Regions from separate parts of the Mus musculus genome. Here all the other regions are linked to region 1. Evidence: chromatin contacts called from public Hi-C and promoter capture Hi-C data. All regions are on one chromosome and are shown on one strand. The core of a region is the stretch at or near the end of the contact, and the rest is flanking DNA. Distances in the headings are between cores, read along the strand shown. Region 1 holds the start of Ttf1 (transcription termination factor, RNA polymerase I). Region 2 has its middle 16 kb from the start of Ralgds. Region 3 holds the start of Ralgds (ral guanine nucleotide dissociation stimulator).

The links. Promoter capture Hi-C pulls out the DNA fragments that hold promoters and counts their contacts. A called contact is a pair of places that touch in the nucleus more often than the background predicts.
Region 2: a Hi-C map of cortical neurons shows a contact between it and region 1, with 3 times the contacts expected there. The contact joins the enhancer-like site here to the promoter of Ttf1 in region 1. A contact is called at or near these places in 3 of 39 promoter capture datasets (3T3-L1-derived adipocytes, frontonasal cranial neural crest and hippocampal neurons), 9 of 484 Hi-C or Micro-C datasets (B cells, CD4 T cells, the N1E-115 cell line and 3 more) and 4 of 115 datasets of contacts at active chromatin or transcription factors (bone marrow-derived macrophages, epiblast stem cells, memory CD8 T cells and 1 more).
Region 3: a promoter capture Hi-C map of pre-B cells shows a contact between it and region 1, with 2.5 times the contacts expected there. The contact joins the promoter of Ralgds here to the promoter of Ttf1 in region 1. A contact is called at or near these places in 3 of 39 promoter capture datasets (embryonic stem cells, hippocampal neurons and pre-B cells) and 3 of 115 datasets of contacts at active chromatin or transcription factors (epiblast stem cells, memory CD8 T cells and pancreatic cancer cells).

What each region holds. Positions count from the first base shown.
Region 1 is chr2:29,058,313-29,063,434 of GRCm38.p6, forward strand. It overlaps Ttf1 (transcription termination factor, RNA polymerase I), which reads left to right and starts at 1,951. Exons shown (of 12, transcript NM_009442.2): 1 at 1,951-1,991.
Region 2 is chr2:28,514,844-28,519,965 of GRCm38.p6, forward strand. It overlaps a transcript of Ralgds not described here. Among named protein-coding and RNA genes, the nearest start is that of Ralgds, 16 kb to the right of the region's middle. Within about 2 kb of position 2,593, at least 225 of the 459 cell types and tissues checked have an H3K27ac peak or open chromatin away from gene starts, as enhancers often do. A contact at or near this core is called in 3T3-L1-derived adipocytes, B cells, bone marrow-derived macrophages and 6 more, where this site is marked.
Region 3 is chr2:28,531,236-28,536,357 of GRCm38.p6, forward strand. Ralgds (ral guanine nucleotide dissociation stimulator) reads left to right here and starts at 2,229. Exons shown (of 18, transcript NM_001145835.1): 1 at 2,229-2,498. The coding sequence starts at 2,316.

The DNA.
Region 1 (5,122 bases), core at 701-3,200:
TCCAATTCCAGGGGATCTGACACCTTCACAAACACACATGCAGGCAAAACACCAATGCACATTAAATTTATAAAATTTTGAAAAAGAAAGAATTCTTTCTGTGAAATGCTTTATTTTATTGTACTCATATGGGTTTTGGCCTACAGGAAAGTCTATGCCCCACATATATGCAGTATATGTGAGTTCACTGATCCATCTTCAGCACTAAATGCAAAAACACCCACTTCCACAAGGCCCTGAGTTCATCATGGAGCAAGACACACTGATAACCAATCTGAACTCTGAATGTCAAGGCTTTACCGACCAGCAGTGGACACTGTCAGTACCAAAGCAGACAGCGCAAACTTCCAGCTGCTCAGACAAGCCTGACTCGGTGTGTTTGCTTACAGTTTTTCCAGATTGCTTCACTATGTAACCCAAACCTGTGATCCTCCTGCCTCAGCATTACAAATGCTGGAATTACAGGCATTTGTTACTACAGCTGGCAAATTGTGCATTTTTTTAAAGATTTACTTTTTTTTTATTTAATTTTATTTTTTTTTAGGTATTTTCCTCAAGATTTACTTTTTTAATGTATATAAGTGTTTTGCCTGCACATGATATGCATGTCTACCATATGTATACACCCAGTGCCCGAGAGGTCAGAGGAGGGCATTGGAGCCCATCCCCTGGAACTGGACTTATGGACAGCTGTAAGCCACCTCATAGGTGCTGGGAACTGAACCTGGGTCCTCTGGAAAAGCAGTAAGTGCTCTTAACCACTAAACCATCTCTCCAGCCCATTTTAATCAAAGGTGCTTAGTAGCTCACACAGAGGAACCCACAGTAGTTTGAAGAAAAGAAGAATAGTAGAGGGGAAAGCATGGATTGGAACCCTGGACCAGATAGATCATCTTACCAAAAGCCTCAAATTTTCCCACTACAAGAAGGGACTGAGGGCTGGTGAAATGGCTCAGTGGGTAAGAGCACCCGACTGCTCTTCCGAAGGTCCGAAGTTCAAATCCCAGCAACCACATGGTGGCTCACAACCATCTGTAACATGACCTGACGCCCTCTTCTGGAGTGTCTGGAGACAGCTACAGTGTACTTACTTACATATAATAAATAAATAAATCTTTAAAAAAAAAGAAGGGACTGAGACAGTATTACCTAATACAGATACCCACAACATAGGATTGTTGTAAGAGTCAAGAAGACAGCTTTTAGGCTGCTATACGGCTCAGTTGGTAGAGTGCTTGTTCAGCATGCATCAGTCCCTGGCACAGCATAAAACCTGGTATGATGGTACCTGCCTGTTATCTCAGTACTGAAAGTAGAGGCAAAGGAATGAGAAGTCCATGGTGAGTTTGAAGGCACCCTAGGCTACATGAGACCCTGTCTCAAATAAACAAGAGAAAAGCTTTCAACTTTTATGATCACCACACAAAAATGTAACTGTTTTAACGTTCCAGTGGTATAGATATTAGCTCTAATTTGATGGCTCAATTACATTTTTCACTTTTTTTTTTCTTTTCGAGATGGGGTTTTTCTGTGTAGCCTTGACTGTCCTGGACCAGGCCTCAAACTCATAGATCTGCCTTGCCTCTACTAGGATTAAAGGCATGTGCCACCACTGCCTGGCTGCTTATAAGCTAAGTTTTGGCTTATTATTATTATTATTATTATTATTACTACTACTACTACTATGAGAGTCTCACTGTATAGACTGGCTTCAAATTCTCTTTGTAGATCAGGCTTGCTTCAAGCTCACATATACCTGCCTGTGCTTCTGGAGGGCTGGGATTTGCCTGGGTTGCTTAATTAGAAGGGCACTCTTTTTCTCTATCCTATACGTAGCGTCACGACCATAGATAGACAACTACGCATGCGTCCAATCCTTGCGCGCCTCCATGTTACTATGGCAGCCGGATGCGCAGCTGGCCGGAAGTCAGTACAGTATTTCCGCCTAACAACACTTCCGGGTTGGAAGACGAGCGCTACATTGTCGCTGGGTAGGTTGGATGAGCTTTCCTTGAGTTTCTGCGCCCCAAGTGTGGCGGGCGGCTGCGCTGGTGCCACGTTCCGAGTGAGGCTGCGGCCTGAGGCGGTTGTGCCTGTTCCTCGCCGCCGGGGGCAGTGGGGGCCTGGGAGCCAGGCCGCGGCCCGCGGGTTCCTTCTAGTCTGTTCCTCCGGTCGCCGGCCCGGGACAGAGCAGGGTCAGTCAGAAGCTAGGGTGGTGAGCGGAGGTTGCGCGGGGCCGGAAGTGGGGTTAGTGGGTTAGGCGCTTTTCCGCTCCGTAGTTGAAGCTGAGCGCTTCTCGAGAAACTGCCGGGCTGTTTGGGAAGTTTGTGCGGAAGGGACGGTGGGACCCAGTTTGGAGTCCGTGACTGTACCCTGATAAAGTGGCTTTCGCACCGAGGCTAGTCATCGGGCTTAACGGCATCGCGAGGCCGTTAGGAAATCGGAACACTTCCCAAGACAGAGGATGTCAAGAAATGAACTGCAAGGGCCAGACCTTGTTATGAGGACCTGAAGGCCCTGGAGGTCTGAAAGGATGTTGATTTTACACGAAGAATAACAGACAAAAGAGTTGAGGTTGAGGAGATGGCTTAGCAAGTAAAATACTTGCACAAACATAGGACCGGAGTTTAAACTTTTAGCTTCTCCACTTACACCCTTTTTCCTGCGCATTTAGTGAGGATAAATAATTAAGCTCTAATGCATAAATCCCTCTCGTTCCTCAAGATTGGGTAAGGGTGTGAAGAGATGGTTCAGCGGCTAAGAGCACTTGTTGCTTGTGTAGAAGACTTGGGCCTGGTTCCCAGCAGCCAGTTCTATATAGTAGGTTACACCCATTTATGACTTAAGTTCTAGGGACCTCCACGAGCACCCAGCAGACAGGAGGTGCATTCATACACACAAAATATAATCCTTTTTTTTTTTCTTAATTACAAACAAGGTTCAGGAAAAGTGGTTGTAATTAATTGTTACCGAAGTGACCTCAGCCCTTGGCAAAAATTTCTCTGGGGCCCAAAAAGAGCTCAACAGCTTTAAAAGACAAACAAAAGCCCCCAATAAAAGAGTAACTAAATGTGTTATCACAATAAGGATGTGGAGGAAAATAGGGACCCGACTCCTAATGATGACTCCTAGGAGGGTCAGGAACCAGGGGAGCTCTGGCAGTGGTGCTCAGGGAAGAGACTGATGGATGGCTAGCATATCCATTTCCGTTTTACAGTTTGGTCCTACGCCATTTCAAGTGTTCAATAACTTCATCTGGCTAGTAGCTACCCTAGGGGACACTCGGGTCTAGAGAAACAGAACTTGTTCTGGAGAGTGTTCTGGTTCCAGCCGTGATTTTAATACAGCCCAACTGCCCACTTGTGGGTTTTCCTTCTGTTCTCAGCACAGGGACAGCCAAAAGGAAAGCATTAATTCATGCCAAAAAAAATGAAAACTACTAAGCAGAACCAGATTAGGTTCTGGGGCTACAGTGATTATGTAAGACTGTCTTAGATCCTTAGCCCTAGTTCACTCCTGCTGTGTCATACCTTGCAAAGTCTTTGAAAGGGTCCCCTGCGTCCCTAGGTACCACTTTCCAGATGGGGGATATTTCTGAGGGAGGAAGGTCTAAAACAGAGCTCTGGTACCCCATGGAAGGTGAAGGAACTGCCTTGTAGGTTCAAGTGTTCTTTCATGGCCTCCTCCCTCCAAAACACAGTTTTTACAGCTGCTGTGCACTGCCCAGTATGTTAGGTACCTTCTATAGGAAAGGTGCTTAGCATCTAGGTTGGCTGAAGCCTCTGGTGAGTGAGTGAGTGAGTGAGTGAGAGAGAGTGAGAGAGAGAGAGAGTGAGTGAGTGAGTGAGTGAGTGAGAGAGAGAGAGAGATTGGTTCCGAGTCTGTTAGTAAAACAAACTACAGGTCAGAACATAAAGATAGTGAGAAGAAATCTGAAACACTGTTTTTGGCTGGGTGTGGTGGTACACACCTTTAATCCTGTCTCCCAGGAGACAGAAGCGGTTGGATATCTGTGAGTATAAGGTCTGCCTAGTCTACAGAGGGGGAGTTTTAGGACAGCCAGGGTTACACAGAGACATTCCGTCTGGGGTTTTGGGAGGAGTGCACTGTTTTGAACCACATAAGTATGTCACCTAGTCAAAGATATATTCTAAATATTTATTCTAAATATTTGGACCCAGAAGCAACTCAGATTGAGGAGAGGAATATGAAATGTTTGTAGGTAATTCTTTTTTTTGTTTGTTTTCAAGACAGTGTTTCTCTGTGTAGCCTTGTAGCCTTGACTGTCTTGGAACTCACTCTGTAGACCAGGCTGGCCTCGAACTCAGAAATCCTCCTGCCTCTGCCTCCCAAGTGCTGGGATTAAAGGCGTGCGCCGCCACGCCCGGCTGATAATTCTTTATGTACTGGGGAGGAGGGTCTGAGGGAGGGATTCAGCATCCCACGCTGGCCTCAATCTTACTGTGTAGCTGAGAAGGATCCTCCTAGCTTCACTTCTCAGTGCTAGGTCACAGGTATGTGCAACTGTAGATTTATGGAGTTTTCTTGTTGTGCTGGTCACTATTAAGACACCTCTGCTCTCTTTGTCAGAGGCCAGTGACCCTGCATGAGGTCTGGGGGATATGAAGTGATGTCAAGATGAGACTTGCTTCACTCTAATGAGGGGCTGAGCCGGTGCTTCCAGGCAGTGGAAATGGAGCAGCACACACAAACTGCCTTCCTTTGTGGGATCTGAATGTGCCAGTAGAAGAGAGAGATGTTGAATGACTGAGTAGCTAGTTGCTAATTTTTAAGTTACAAGTGCTTCAGAAAAGCAGATAGCCACAGAGAACAAAGAGAGGCAGCTTTCCTTTGTAAATGGATACTGGTGTTCTTCTAGGATTTCATATGTAGTTTGATCAGATTCATTCCACTACTTCCCCAACTCCTAGATCTACCCCTACTCCCCTCCCTCTCCCCACAATTTCATGTCCTCTTTCTGTTTTACAAATAACCATCCAGTCAGGTTTGTGCTACCATATATTCTGAGTATGGGGCCAGCCTCTGGAGCCATGTCAACCTACCAGGGATCACACCTTAGAGAAAACTGACTCTCCCTTCCCCAGGAGCCTCTGTCACCTCA
Region 2 (5,122 bases), core at 1,343-3,842, 540 kb before region 1:
CTGGCTTCCTCTTGTCTTTTCCCGTAGTGCCTTGCGTGCCTGAACTCTAACCAGTGGCTACCTTGCTCCTGGGTGTGGCTCTTAAAATGACGGCTGTAGGTAGGTCCTGCCCTTAGGAAACACCTAAGAGCCGGGCGTGGTGGCGAGCGCCTTTAATCCCAGCACTCGGAAGCTGAGGCAGGCGGATTTCTGAGTTCGAGGCCAGCCTGGTCTACAGAGTGAGTTCCAGGATAGCCAGGGCTACACAGAGAAACCCTGTCTCGAACCCCCTGCTCCCCCCCAAAAAAAGGAAACACCTAAGAATACAAGAGGAGAAGCAGATGTTCTGTTTATCCTCCGAGGTGTGAGAATCTGCCCCTGACTCACAGCCAACGGCCCCCAGACCTTGATAATAATCCATTTCATGTTACAAGACCCACGCTGGCTCAGCTGGGAAGAACCACTTTGGAGCTCATCCTGCTGTGGTTGGCAGGATCCACGGTGACCATGAGACCTCTCTGGCTTCTTGGCCATGTGGACCTGCCTTTCTGTAAAACGGCTCATAACATCAGAACCTGCCGCCTCCTCAGAGTCGGACAGGGAAGACGGAGGGCCAGGAGGAAACAAGAAATCCAGTAAGACACAAGATGCTTTCTAAACAGAACATTGGCCGTGACCTTGTGGTCATGGTATTTGTTAGTTGGAAGCTAGTCAGTTCCAGCCCACTTCAGGGGATGGGGTTAGGGCTGGTGGGGATCGGCCGGCGGCTTAGGGTTGATGTATGGGCTGAGCAGAAGAGTTAGCATGCAGGCCAATGGGAGGTGTGTGCCAGAGGGGCACATCTGACTTTGCTTACCTGTCGACCCTCCAGTGTGTAGGCTGGGAGAGGAGACCAAGAGAGGACATGACTGTCCCTGTACCACTGCCCAGAGCCAGGCTTGCTGTAGTTTATATCCCTGCCACTCTCCATCCCCACCCACAATTCTTCCAACTCTTAAGGTTGTGTTTTAGTCACAGCTGACAGCAGTCCCCAAGTGTTACGGTGTCATCTTACACACACATACACACACACACACACACACACACACACACACGGTCAAGTAGGTGCTGGAATGAGTCTCCACTGTGCTTATGGGAGACCAGGTAGGCCTTGAGAGGAAAACAAAGGACAGAGATGGGTGACTCACATGGCCTTTAGCCTCCTGAGATCGAAGGGCCAGGGATATGGAAACACAGAGGTTGGTTGTCCTGGCACCAGGGTGGCCATGAGCAGCAGGAAGCATCTTCTTCCTCACCTGCTATTGCCTTCATTGCTGTCACCCCACCCCACCCCACCCCCCATCTGCACACCTGCTGCTGTCTCTTGACTTTTTCCTCTTCCATTTTCAGGTATGTGTGTTATACATATATGTGTATATATGTTGTGCATGAGTTTTGGTTCATTTGTTTTGAGACTGGGTCTCTACATAGCACTAGCTATCCTGGAACTCACTGTGTAGACCCCAGAACTCACAGACATCCTCTTCCGAGTGCTGGGAACTCCAACACACTGGGCGTAGATGCATGTGTTGGCACATGCATATGGTAGGTGCTGTGATCATTGAGGGAGGCAGGGTCTCAACTAATAGGGCTGGGCTTGCTGGCCAGCTTGCTCTGGAGATTCCGTCTCTATCCTTTGAGGCTAGATTTATATCTGTCTGGATAGCCACAGCCATCAGGCATTTGCCTGAGTCGTGGAGGTCCTGGCCCTGTAACCTCTGAGCCATTTCCCCAGCTTCTGACTTTTACGGTTGTCTGAACTTGGTGAAGTAGCAGAGCTGGAGAGCCATTCATCCATGTGCTTGTGCATCTCATAGGTCAGCCACACGAGAGAAAGCAGGAAGAGCAGTGCAGAAAGCTGACAGGGAGCGAGACAAGAGTCAGCGAGGTAGGCATGACGGTGACAAAAAGGTGACAGGCCTGGTACGTTGTGTTAGTGTCCTGTGGCTGCTCTAGCAGAATGCCATATACTGGATGACCCTGTGCAACAGAAATCTCTCGTGGTTCTAGAGGACAGAAGCCTAAAAGCAAGGCATCAACACCACTGAACCACAGCTTCTGGCATGGCTGTAGTCCTTAGCTTTAAATCCCCCTAAACGTGTCTGTAGTCCTCTGCCTCCACACAGCTGCCTCTGTGTGTCTGTGTCTCTGTGTGTCTGTGTCTGGTTGTCTCCATTACTGTAAGGACATCGTGTGTGTGTGTGTGTGTGTGTGTGTGTGTGTGTGTGTGTGTGTGTGTGTGAGAGAGAGAGAGAGAGAGAGAGAGAGAGAGAGTGTGTGAGAGTGAGAGAGTGAGCCCTGACCTGACCCCATCCCAGTCTAGCCTTGTGTTGCCTGGATCTGCAGGACCCAAGGGCTTTTGGAAGGACACAGCTGAGCCTGTGAGGAGGGTTATAGGGAAGGCCAGGTTCCTTAGGATCTGGCAGAATTTCACCTGTGTAGGAAGGCTTGAAGGCCACCAATGGTAGCACCAGCAGGTGGCGCTGTAACCTCTGGTGTGGAAGTTCAGTACTGCACTGCCCTGTCCCGAGTTTCCACAAAAGCTCATCTGGTTGCCAGGAGACAAAGCAAACTGTAAACAGGTCAGGAGTCATCCTTGGTGACACACACTGAAGGAAATCAGAATGAGAGCAGGCGAGCAGCAGGGTGTTGCTGGTAACCACTGAGGAGACCTCAGCTTCTCCCCCACCCCCTCTCCCCAACACACACACCTTGGGGCCTGGACTTTGCCTCCCTCTGGCTCGTCACCAGTAAGTTGCCTTGGCCTACTGCAGTTTCCAGACAGCTCCCCTACCTATTACCACAGGCCACAAGAAGTAGTTTTAGGGAAAGGTGAGCTGCTTATACAACACATGGCTGGCAGGGACCTTAGCCTTAGCCTGTCCCAGAGGAGGCATGTCTACCCAGCATGGCCTGCTGCCAACACTGGTTGGCTGGGCATGGGGACAACCCCTGGTTGGGTAATGGCAAGCCCCAGGTGACACTCCTTTACAGACAAGCCAGGGAGGGGCCAGGCACCAGGGCTAGGGCGGAGAATGCCTTCCAGTTATACTGGGCTTCTAGTGGTCAGAGCCCTGTCAAGGCAGGAAGAGCCTGAGTTGGTGGTTAGCAGGAATGGAGATGCAAACCAAGCTAGACAGATTTTTTTCATCCCCCTGACTCTAATGAGGGCCTCAACTCTGCTTTCTGTGTTGGGTCTTGAACCTCAAGAGAATCCTCTCTTAGAGGGTCACGGGGTGGTGCACGACTGCAATCCCAGCTGAGGCAGGAGAATTATGAGTTCAAGGTCATCCTGAGGTACACTGTGAGACCTGAATCCCCTACACACACACCCCCAAACTGAGTCTTAGAGGCATAGTACTTTCTTGGATAGGTGGCTTCCTTGTAGGCAAAGGTAGGTTTGGGGAGCCTCCAGGGCCCCTTACAGGTAGCTGAGACAGCCTGAGGAGGTAGAGATGGGAAGGAATGTGGCATCTCCATAAAAATGACAAGTCCCAGAAGAAGGGAGAGTTCCCATGGCAACCTAGTACAGTTGCTTAGCAACCATAGTCCCCCAAAATACCTGCAGGAAGACTCCCGGCTAGGGGCTTTCCCACCGCCTGTGTGTGGCTCTTAGCTCTGAGTGGTTACCTCCTGTGGTTGATCCACCCACACCTCCATATAGGGCCTAGCAGCCCACAGCCCCAGGATCCTTACTGAGAGAAACCCCAGTCTACTCCCTCTTCCTATTACCCCAAGCTGCAGCTGCCTACCATCAGGCCAGTCCCTTAGCAACCAATGCCATTTTCTAGATATCCGAGTGACAATTGGACAGTGGTAGAATGTCAGAAAGATTCAGAATCAGCTGTACAGTCAATTGTAGCCTGGTGCCGGCCATTCCAGAGGGACAGGCACGATGTTTTAACAACACAAATACCCTGTAGCCCCGGACTCCCTAGTCCTGGGGCACGGCAGCATCCCAGGTGTGGCAAAGACCAAGAGTCCCCTGGAGCTCCTGGAATACAAGGCTGTGGTCTCAAACCAACTTTGAGACTAACTAGCCGGCTGACCACAGCATAATTCCTCTTGACCTGTTTCTCCATCTCTGGCTCATCTGTCCCTTTCCCTGTGTGCTCACCACTTTAAACATCAATACTGCCCCGTAAGTTATGTCACGTTTGGGGACTTGCATGGGATGTGGGAAATCGGGCCCAGGGCCTGCACGTGGCTGAGTCTGCCTGCCTCCGCTGGTAGATTCCAGGGTTTGAGGTTGAGGTAACTGGATTCCAGCACACAGTCTGGGCAGCTGGACACTGGGCTTGAGGTTTTAGTATTAAATATCCTGAAATGATTGCTAAGCCAGTCAGTGTTTTTTCGTTTGTTTGTATATTTTTTAGAACAATATCACCATGTAGATCAGGCTGGCCTTGAACTCATAGAGATCTGCCTGCCCCTACCTCCTACGTTCTGGGATAAAGGTGCATGCTACCATCCTTCAGAACCTGTCTGTGTTCTCTCTCCTTCCCCTTTCCCTTTCTCCAAGGAAATTCCCACTCCTGGCCTCCCTGCAAGGGAATAGGTAACTATAGATCCCCTTAGGTGCTGCTATGTTCATTTGTGGAGCCCAACCCTGTGCTGGAAGAAGGCTGTTCAGGGACACAGTCTAGCAAGAGGTGGCCTCTGGCTACCTCCTGGACTGGCCTTGTAGCCCTGCCCTTAGACTGGGTGCATAATTAAGGAGCTGAGGCTTCTTGCTCTTGCGGGGCTGGGTGAGAGGACTGAGTCCTCTCCCTGCTCGCCTCCTCTGAGTTGAAACCCAGAGTCTGTTCCCCTGAAGAGGGCTGAGCCGTTGCCCTTGAGCACTGCCCAAGGCCCTTTATTGCCAAAGGAGATGAGGAGAGGTGGGCCTGTGTAACCTACCTCCTCTTCTGTCTCTTCCCGGATTCCATCCTGACCCTAGAGGTGACATGTCCCAAGAGACTGGGGGTAGGTGAGATAGCCCAGTAAAGTTCAAACTGGGCCCGGCAGTGGTGGCGCATGCCTTTAATCCCAGCACTTGGGAGGCAGAGGCAGATAGATTTCTGAGTTCAAGGCCAGCCTGGTCTACAGAGTGAATTCCAGGACA
Region 3 (5,122 bases), core at 979-3,478, 530 kb before region 1:
GCCAGGCATGGTGGCACACACCTTTAATCCCAGCACTCAGAGGCAAGGCAGGCGGATCTCCAAGTTCCGGGACAGCTAGGGCTATGCAGAGAAACCCTGCCTCAAAAACAAAAAAGGAAGAGGAAGAGGAGGAGCAGCAGCATCCGTGCCATCAATTTGTGGTAGTCTTCAGCTACCTAAGGTTGACCCTGCTCCAAAAATATTAAATGGAAAATTCTAGAATCAGATCTCTTGCTGTTCTGAGCAACATAATGAAATCAAGCCTTTTCTCCCCTCGCCACGCCTCCCACGTGAAGTCATCCCTTTGCCCGCTATACTCAAACAGTGCTTGCTTAGGGAGCAACCTGGCTGCCTGGGTCATTGCTCTGACCATTGTGGTTCACTGTTCCTCTTATTTCAGGATCCTGCTGGGTATCCTAGAGTGCATCGCCTTGCTACTCAACAGTCAGTTTGTTCATATCAGGTTCACAAACCCACATACTGGCTGGTATCTCTTCTTTCTGTGTACCTCCACACCCCCATATATTTGTTAGCAAAGCAAAACCTGTTTGTCTGTCTGTCCTATAGGCTGGATTTCCATAGGTTGCAGGCTGGTGGTGTGTGGAGGCTATCCTTCTGACTCCTGTTGTTCCCCAAGTGATGGTTAGATTTAGGTGTGGGTTGCAAGACGTTCTTCACTATCCCACATATGCTGTCCTTATCCCCTCTCTTTTGATGGGCCTGCTCTTGATAAAGGATATTCCCTGTAGGCTGGGGGCTAATCATGAGGGAATGCTTAGGAGGCCTTGGGGAGGGCTCTGCTTTCTGGGAAGTGTCTAAAAAGTCACAGCTGGTGCTGGGGATGCTGAGGGTGTGAGCCCTGTGGGGTCTAGGGCAGCAGGCAGGAACATGGGGACACTTATATTGGTGAAAGGGGGTCAGAGTAAAAAGGCTTGAGCTGTTGGCCTATGGGAGTGAGGAGCTTGTCTGTCTGTCTGTCTGTCTGTCTGTGTGGCTTTATGTCTCTGTGTATCTGCCTACACATATGTGTGTCTGTGTTTCTGTGTCTGTGCATGTGATATCCATGAACAGACTTCCCAGGAGGGAAATGCAGAGCGAGACAGGAAAGGAACTTGATAAAACAGGTGGACAGCAACCAGAAAAGCAGAGTAGATGATGGAACCTCACCTCTGCCACCGTCCATCCCTGCAATTAGTGTGTCTGGAGGCAGCCTGCCTGCCGACGGCCTGCCCGCAGGGTTGACGCCTGGGGACTAAGTATCAGAGAGAAGTGGCCCTTAGAAAAAGAAAGCCAGAATAGGAGAGAGCAGCAGGGTCAGGAAACAAAGCTGAGCTGCTGCCGGGTCCTTGGCCCAGGAATGGGGCTGGGGAAAAGCCTACAGAATGTGTGGGAGCCACTGCCTTCCTGTGATATACCCCCACACGCCTGGACTTCCTGGAGATAGGGCAGAGCCCGGGCTTCTGAGCAGCCTTAGGGGATCTCCACACCTAGCCAAATCTGCCTATCTTTTTCTTAAATCATATTCACTGGAGCCTGTTCATAAAAATACTTTCTGACAATTAAAAATTTCAAAGAAAATTTAGGCCTTGTGGCGGGAGAGATGGCCCAGCATTCACAGTTTGTTCCCCTCAGGCATCAGCGTCTACCATGTCTGCAATGTACACACATGCATGGCAAATAACAGTACACATACAATAAAATAAACAAGCCTTTAAAAGTACGCCACCTCACCTAGTGGTAACCAGCATTGCTTTTGCATAGTAGGTTTGTCTAGTTTGTGCATGACTGTGGTGACTGGAGCTGAGGCTGGAAGCATCCCTCTCCCAATGGAGCTTGGACTGGATGCCAACGCCCTGTGGACACTGAGCCCAATCAATCCTCAGGGTCACCCTTCCCCATACTCTAATATATGAGCACATAGTCAGTGACCTCATTGACATCCTCCCAGTCACACTCTTGGAGGAAGTCATTTTCATTACCCATACTTTCCAGGTGAAGAAACTGAGGCTACAGAGCTAGGGGGTGTTGTAACTGGAATTCCCGGGAAGTGGATCTGATTTCAGCAAAACAGCATCACGGGCCGCCCACACAATACATAGACTGTGTATGCAAGCGCTGTCCACCAGGCCTGCCAACTAGAGGAGGCCCACGCCCCCTCTGAAACCACTCCCCCAGCAGCCCACGCCCCCAGCTGACATCAGCGAGGCCCGGCCTCTGGCGCAGAGCGCAGGCAGCGCGGAGCCGCGCCGGCCCTGCGCCCCGCGCTGCCCCGGGTCTCGCGGCCCGCCGGCCACCCGCGCCACCGTGAGTCGTCCATGGTGCAGCGCATGTGGGCTGAGGCGGCCGGGCCCATAGGGGGCACCGAGCCGTTGTTTCCCGGTTCCCGGCGCAGCCGCAGCGTGTGGGACGCCGTGCGCCTGGAGGTGGGCGTCCCCGACAGCTGCCCAGTGGTGCTGCACAGCTTCACGCAGCTCGACCCTGATCTGCCGCGCCTGGAGGTGGGTGAGCCCAACGTCCTTTGCAGCATTGTGTGTGGCTGGGGGGTTCCTTCCTCAGAAGTCCCCCTGCTGTATCAGCCCTGGGGCAGCCAGTTGGGCATTACAGCTTCCAGCACACCCTCAGCAGTAGGTGGGGAATCAGAGCTGAATTCCCGTGCCCCCTCAATTCATCCCAGTACCTGCTCCCACTCATCACAGGTGTGACAACCCCAATTACTGCAGTCAGTCAAACCTTTAAGCCCCTCCATGCTGTCACTATTTACACGCCTGTGGTGTGTGAATGCTCCAACCACGAGGGCCTATCCTCATTTCAAACCCTTGTCAATGGGGCGCGTGACACGAGGAGGCCACAATATAGTGGGCCAGCAAGTGGTTGTGGTGGCACAGCCCTAAACTCCCCAGAGGTGAGTGGGACCTCAGGGGCCTTTGAATACCCATCACTGAGTCAGACATAGGTCTAATGACCCGGGAACATCGAGGCTGTTCAGAGGAGGCAGTGGCAGGAAGGGAGTGGGATGGGCTGGAAGATTCAGAGACCATGCCCTTATGTGTGGGTGGTGGGAATAGTGAATGTGGGTAGGAGCTTGTTTCTAGTGTCCTGGGCAGGGACACCCAGCAGTGCCCTCTTCCTTTCACCTTAGTGTACACCTGCCACCATGCCCCAGGGGTAGTGGAATCCCAAGGCAGCCCTGCATCCTGCTCTGCCTAGAGAAGGCTCAGACAAAGCATACTCGGGAACTTCTGGTCATGGGGCCCCCAGGCCTAGGAGGCCTCTTGTGCTTGGCAGGTGTCCCAAGCCAGGCTGCTCATTCACCCAGTGGTCTCATCCTGGAGGCGGCTGGGGAGGGACTCCGGGGAGCTTGGTGGTGGGCGGCCCACCACCAGCCCTGCACTCATCTGGCTTTCATTATGTCTGGCAGAGTCTCCGGCTTTGTGTGCTGGAAGGGCCTAGCCTGATCACTCCTGGAGGGGGGTGTCAAGCTTCTCTCTGACTCTGTCTGGCTACATCCCTAAGGACCCTTTGTGGCAGGGCTGTTGAAAGGTTCTGTTCCTGCATGGGTTGCTGCTATCTGTGCCTCCTCTGCTGCCCTCTCTCCAGGCCTCTGTGTTGTCATGCAGCCTGGTCACCGTTTAGAAATCAGAGGGAAGCTTCTGGCTGGGTCAGGAAAGCCAGGGTCCTGGCAGGAGAGGAGGCCACAGCCGGAAACTGAACACAATGACCATTTAGCATTCGCCTGGGGGAGGGGGCAGGGAAATCCCTGTCTGTTTTGCCAATAATTCCCTCCCATCCCCATCCTGAGTCTGGTTTCCTGGTAGCAGACCCAGGTCCAGAAATGAAATCAATCCAATTAAGGTCCCTGCACTCTCTGTCTTTGCCTTTCGTCTTCTGTCATTTGTTTCCATCAGCCTGGGGTTGCCAGATGTCCTCACACATCTGGGCATCTGCCTACTCTCTCAGTTCTAAGTCAAGCCACCACCGACCTAGCTTGACCTGCCCCAGTCTGCTTTATAGAGGTCACGAGGTTTATGCTCCTGCCACAGGCTTGCTTCAGCTTCATCCTGGCGAGAGTGACTGTGAATCTGTAGCATTCACAGGCAGCAGGCACCAATACCGTGTTCCTCCCGGCTCACACAGACCTCCAGCTCAGATGCCAGTGCCATCTGCTAAGAGGCTGGAGGCCAGAGAGGTGAAGTCCCTGACCTAAATAAATACATTGTCAGAAAGGGTCGCAGACAGGACTTCAGCACAGTGTTCCCTGGGGTTGGGGGTAGGGTGTCTGGTACATATAAGATCTAGAAGCAGGACCCAGCAGAGATGGCTAGTGAGCAGTAGAAGCCCGCAAAGGTCGTGGATAGAGCTTGACCCAAGCACTGCAAAAAAGCCTTTGTCGGGTGAGTGATGGGGAGGCTTAGAGTCCAGGAGAAGGTGAGAGTACCTCAGATTTTGAGACCTTGGGAACTGTAACCAGGGGCTTAACATAAAAGCTAACAGCCGCTGGGGCTTGGTGGAAGAGCCTAGGCTAAATAATTTGCATGCATTTTGTCCTTTGAGGGGTTCAGGGCTATTAATAGCCCATTTAACAAATGAAACAACTAATTAGGTTGCACTCAACAAGCTGGTCAACTGCAGAGGCCGAGGCCAGGCAGGCAGGCGTCTTATCCTGGCTGCTTGCCTGTGTCGCCTGAAGGCTGTGTGGGTTGGACACAGTGAGGCCAGGTTTCTTCCTCCGAGCCGTCTGCTTTCTTGATCACACTGTGTGCAGCTCGTAGTTTACCCCAGGGTTCTTTTGTTCCCTTGACCCTGAAAACTCAGAGATATAGGTACATAGTGTGTGTGTGTGCACGCGCGCGCTCGTGCGTGCGTGCGTGTACGTGTGTGCGTGTGTGTGTGTGTGTGTGTGTGTGTGTGTGTGTGTGTACACGCGCACGCTCGCTCGCACAAGATAATGTTCTAGAGATACTTCCTGGCTGACTCTAAAAGGGCAGCCTTCAAGAACTTTAGAGCCTGTTGTGTTGGTGAGGAGACTTGCCATCAAAGCCACGCCCCCAGGGTCTCCTCCTACTTACAGTTGCTTTCCTCAGAAGCACAGTAGCTGAGGATGAGGAGGGCCAGATGGCTGGAG